Linked DNA regions of Gossypium hirsutum: region 2 is linked to region 1. A link is a contact called in public Hi-C data. All regions are on one chromosome and are shown on one strand. The core of a region is the stretch at or near the end of the contact, and the rest is flanking DNA. Distances in the headings are between cores, read along the strand shown.

What was found. A called contact is a pair of places that touch in the nucleus more often than the background predicts.
Region 2: a Hi-C map of leaf shows a contact between it and region 1, with 3 times the contacts expected there. The contact joins the enhancer-like site here to the promoter of LOC107945336 in region 1. A contact is called at or near these places in 11 of 34 Hi-C or Micro-C datasets (anther, callus, hypocotyl and 3 more).

The regions. Positions count from the first base shown.
Region 1 is chrD12:26,092,819-26,095,725 of Gossypium_hirsutum_v2.1, reverse strand. It overlaps LOC107945336 (homeobox-leucine zipper protein HAT22), which reads left to right and starts at 1,369. Exons shown (of 3, transcript XM_016879295.2): 1 at 1,369-2,350; 2 at 2,446-2,525; 3 at 2,634-2,907. The coding sequence starts at 1,868.
Region 2 is chrD12:26,227,210-26,230,096 of Gossypium_hirsutum_v2.1, reverse strand. No RefSeq gene overlaps it. Among protein-coding and RNA genes, the nearest start is that of LOC107941136, 96 kb to the left of the region's middle. Within about 2 kb of position 1,521, at least 2 of the 9 cell types and tissues checked have an H3K27ac peak or open chromatin away from gene starts, as enhancers often do. A contact at or near this core is called in hypocotyl and leaf, where this site is marked.

The DNA of each region.
Region 1 (2,907 bases), core at 120-2,619:
TAAGTCACAGCACATTATCTTGAAGCTGAGGGCAGTCATTCAATTGGCGTTGGCTGAACCTACCTTTTCAAATATGCGCAGTCACCGTACACACACGCATTTCAGCCTAGCCCCAAGCTCGCCATATAAAAAGACAACAAAAATCCTTTCAAATAAAAAGGATTATTGTTAAACTTTTTTATCCAAATTTCAAACTTAATCAGCTAAAAATTAATTATTTTTTAACCAAAGACTGAGAGAAAACAAGCCCATTATATTTCGTGGAACAAAGTGCACCACACCTTTCTGAAAAATGACTGGTCTAGGAGACAAACCATCAAAAGTCCCTGAAAGCAAAATTCCCATAATTTTTTTGTTTGTCTTTTTAAAATATATATAAATTATAAATATGGGTTTAGCAAGTAACACCTACCAAAGGCTTGATTGATGTCGTGTTAGTTGGTATTATTTTAAAGGCATTATCATGTTTTATGGGTGACCTAACTTCTGATAAGTGTAGCCGACAAAAGCATTATTGGGAAGTGCTTATACATGTATAGGATAGGGAGGCAGTAGGCCCCATTACTCTCCCACTTCTACTTTCTAGTTAAGCAAACAATCCCAATATTTGGTCATGAATCATATTCTTCCACCATTATTCCTTTCTTTCTTTCTTTCTTTCTTTCTTTCTTTCTAATTTTGATAAAATCGAATTAACCTAATTTTTATTTTTGAAACTATAAAAGAGATAGTGGACATCTTTTTCTAATCTCCATGTTCATAATTATTCAAGTAATGGGAAATTAAAACAGCCCACCAACTTCTTTAAATAAAAAGCCAAAAAGATATGGAAATGGATATGAAGTGAAATATTTGGTAAGCACGGTGACATTGTACCCATCTCTGACCAGTTAAACTAGGCATGGAGTGGGAGACAGTTCATGTGGTCTGATGTAAAGGGAGCTTGTTAGTATCCAAATATGTCCCCCCCTCAATAATTTCAAATTAATTAAGGCAGGCTTTAATAATGATCCAATTTAACACTACTGTACATCAAGGAAATTTACGGCCTAAGGTAATCTTTAAACGGCTGCAAGAACATAGGCTGTATATATTAATTATTGGGGTATTGTTCGGGAAAGAGAAAACAAAAAAAATTTGTGACATAAAATACAAGAAAAATCATATTCTCTAATGTATGGTTTTTTTAATACCACGTTAATCATTGCTTACTGGTATTCAATAACATTTCCGAATTAAAAATAGGAAAGTGAAGTAGAACATCAAGTATGTTTGGACTAAGTTTCTGTAAGTATATATAAAAAGCAATTTAGAGAAATAACAAATTTTAAAAAATATTTATATGAAAACGCAGAAATGGGTTTTTGAGACAAAAGTTAAAAAGAAAGTAAAAAATAGGGTAGATAATTGAAACATGAAAAAGTAAAAAAACAATATGCATAAAAGAAAAAAGTGGGCGTAGTAATTAATAGTTTAAATTTGGTATGTTAGTGAGTGGAGTGACCAAGTGCTGACGAATCATTCTCTTGATGTATTAACACCAGCCATGTGGATTGTGCGTATATTTCCATAGAATTGTTTGTTTCCTAAGATAATGTGATGAATGTAGTGGGGGGAGTGGTTTCCAATGGTCAACCTTTGTATAGAGAGAAAGGAAGAAGAAAGAGAAAAAGGAGCTTTCATTATTATTATTAATTTTTTTCATACCAATTCATTCCTTGGACTAATAACTTCCCTTCTTAAGACCCCCTTTTGCGCCCTCATTTCCTCTCAAACCACCCCCCCTCTCCTCCATTTTTCCCCTTCGTTCTCTCACATTTCATAACAAAGGAAAGCCTACCAAATTCCACTGGCTTTGATAAGCTTAATGGGTCTTGATGATGATGCATGTAATACAGGCCTTGTTCTGGGGTTAGGCTTCTCATCTGCCCTGGAAACTCCATCCAAGAAGCCATCATGTCTTAAGTTTGAACAACCAGCCACGACGGTGGCACCTCCAACAACTTTTGAACCGTCGTTGACCCTGGGTCTATTTGGTGATCAGGGTTACCAAGTGACCAAGAAGTCGGATGTCAATAAAAGTGGTTATCTTCATCACCATGAGGAACCTGGCGCCGGTGATTTATATCGTCGTCAAGCTTCTCCTCATAGTGCTGTTTCTTCGTTTTCTAGTGGTAGAGTCAAGAGAGAAAGAGAGGTTAGCAGCGAGGAATTAGAGGTAGAGAAGAATTCGTCTAGAGTTAGTGATGAAGACGAAGAAGGTGTTAATGCAAGGAAGAAACTCAGGCTCACCAAAGAACAATCTGCTCTTCTCGAGGAAAGCTTCAAACAGCATAGCACTCTCAATCCTGTAACCTCTCTCACCTTTTTCCTAAATCCTCCATCTATGTATATCAATCACTATCGGCTTGATTTAATCTTTGGTTATATTTTATGGTAAAACAGAAGCAAAAGCAAGCTTTAGCAAAGCAATTAAACCTGACACCAAGACAAGTTGAAGTATGGTTCCAGAACAGGAGAGCAAGGTAAATTGATCATATAACCCAGAAAGCTTTTGCATGTCACTTTTTAATTTCATCAAACAAGAAAATTTTTTTTAAAAAAAATCTTTGGTTTTTTCTTTCCCTCTGCAGGACGAAGCTTAAGCAAACTGAGGTGGATTGTGAGTTCTTGAAGAAGTGCTGTGAGACACTGACAGATGAGAACAGGAGACTGCAAAAGGAACTACAAGAACTCAAGGCATTGAAACTGGCGGCTCAACCTTTTTACATGCACATGCCGGCGGCCACTCTCACCATGTGCCCATCTTGCGAAAGAATTGGCGGCGTTGCCGATGGCAATTCCAAGAGCCCATTTTCAGTGGCTTCAAAGCCTCATTTCTATAATCCCTACTCCAATCCTTCTGCA
Region 2 (2,887 bases), core at 272-2,771, 130 kb before region 1:
GTATTAACAATTTCATACTTATAACAACCTTTTAGCATTACAACCCTTATATTGTTTTCCTCTTCCTCCTCTCCATTCTACATCCTATATGTACATGTATATATACGAGAATCTTTGGCTTTTAGTATAGCATGCCAATATGTAATATTAATTATTCTTTCACTAATTACACATACTCTTAACAAAGTTGTCTACTTGAGTAGCAATCACTAAATTATTTTTATCTTGGCCTATAGAAATCAAAATTAAGTTCTACTTGTTGTTTTTGAAACTAGTCTCAATGAAATTTTTACTATAAAAATTTCAAAACTTAGTTCAAAGTAGATTAATACTAGTTTTTCTTCAAATCTTCTCATGTTCTACTGTTAGGCAACTCTGACCCTTCTCAACTAAATATTATTTATCTTTATGTACAAAATTCTTATAATATTTTTGTTGATTTCTCTTGGAATTTGACTCAGTAAGATTTTAAGAAATATAAATTTCATATCCTAATTATATTTTTAGAAATTTTAATGATTTTTCAAATTTAAAATAAGGGATCTCAAAATTCATCTGACCTTGTCTCACTAAAATGCATATAACTCATTTAATACATTCTCAATGTTTATACCATTTCTTTTGTACAAAACTAGATTCATTAAAATTTAATTTAATACTTGGTTCATCATTGAACTCATATTCTATAATTTTTGGTGAATTTTTAAAATCAAGTTACTATTGCTGTCCAGAAATTGTTTTAGTGATGATATTTACTTTTTCATGGTTTTTTGCATTAGCTTCCATTTAAACACACATATAATAATGATATTATATTCATTTCTTTACCTTGAAACTTCTCATAATACAAATCACATTTCTCTCTTTCACTTGAAAACTTAGTGTTTCTACATATCATACTTAATTAAATACTTTCTATCTCTACTATTTTAATTAAAATTTACATATCACACATTTAATTTGTTACATAGTTAACTCAACTCATAGAGATACAAGTAAAGTTAATATTGAAACTTACATCTTTTGACAATAATTTCTTCTCTTTTACTTCTCCAGTTCTTTCTCAACATCATCATTATCCTTCTTTTTTCTTCTAATTTTCTAGACTTCCATCTACTAATTTATTGTGTCTAAATTGTTGAACATACTTTCTAAAATATCTACTTCATCCTTGGTGCCTATGAAAATTTCCAAGAGTTTTAGGTGAAATAATGGGATTTTATGACAAAGGATTATTTTTTTAATAGAAAAAGACCCGAAGGTCAACCTCAATTTATTGCATCACTTAAAATAATATCATGGATTTCCAGAGGATAATCCATATTAAAATCCTTAATACAATTATGAATAGAAGCCCAATTACAGAGATGGTCTGCTGCTTTATTGGAACTACGCGGGGCTCAAACAAAATTAAAACTAAAACTCGGATCCAATCATTTGAGGAGTTCCTGAATACGGTAGCCCATGGTTGAAAAGTCAACATTCGTCTTATTAAGCCGATTCACCAAGCTGGTGTAGTCAGATTCAAACTCCAACCTTAACCATTTTTTGCTCGCGCAAGATTTATACTTTCCTCCAGTGCATACAGCTTAGCCCATTCGGCTTGAACATTCCTGTCCAGACGTCCGCCTGCCCACCAAGAACAAAGCCGTCATGATCCCTCGCCACAAGACCAAAGCTCATTTTCCTACCATTTGCAGCAGTGTCGAAATTTATTTTAACCACCCCCTGTCCTGGCTTCTTCCACCTCCACAACTGGTTTAGGAAGCATCAGTTTCTCCAAGATGTTAAAAATGTGAAAATCCTGGCTTAATGCAACAGCTCTATCCCAAGTCACTTTGGCTTATTCCTCCATATCATGAAAGACTTTATTATTCCGGCTGTTCCAGAAATTCCAAAGCACCGTTATGAAGTCTGAAAAAGCCTTTTTGTCCAGCGAACGAGCCACGTCTTCAATCCAGTCACACACCGACAGTAGCGACCCTCGAGCAAGTTATTATTAAGGCCCCCATATACCAACACTGCCCGAGCCTTTGGGTAGTCTTTCATTGCGTGAAGGAGGGTCTCCTTTTCAGTCCCACATCTCAGACAAATGCTATTAAACTCCCTCCGGATGCTAGAAATTTTCTCGTACGTAGGAAGGATGTCGTGCCCTAGGCGCCAGCAGAAAATTCTGATTTTCGACAAAGGTTACAGCTTCCACGTAAGCCTTCAGAAGAACCGATAGGGGCCAAACCCCACATGCTTTAGGGTTAACCAGGAGTAAACAGACTTAGTAGAATAAGAGCCCAGGGGACTATGGAACCAAATACGATAGTTATCCAGACCGTTATGAGGAATGGGAATTTTTCAAATTTGGTCCCCCAAATATTCACCATATCCCTCCATAATCTTCCTCTCGTTTCAGCCATCGTTCTTCTCATTCAGTAGTTCGCTAACTTTAGTCTCTTGGTCCTCCCTTCTATTGAGGCAAATAGGGTCACCGAAAATCCTTTCAAAGCCTCAGTTCTCTTGCCAAATATCAATTTTACCACCACTGCCAACATTCCAACTGAAACCCTCATGCGAAATACTAGCAGCCCTAGCAATGCTCTTCCACGTAAACGAGGGCTTGTCAACTCACTTAGGATAGAGAACATCACCATCCGAAAAATATTTAGCGCTCAGGACTCTATAGCATAATGTGTCTTTACAACTAATAAGCCGCCACACTTGTCTACCTAACAAAGCCACGTTAAAACGCCTTAAGTCCCTGAAGCCCAGACCTCCATGCCTTTCAAAAAACACATCCGGTCCTAAGATAGCATGTTCCACCCTCTATTCTTATCCTTACCCCCCACCACAGTCGGCAGATCATAGACTGGAGCTTTTCAAGGGCTCCATTAGG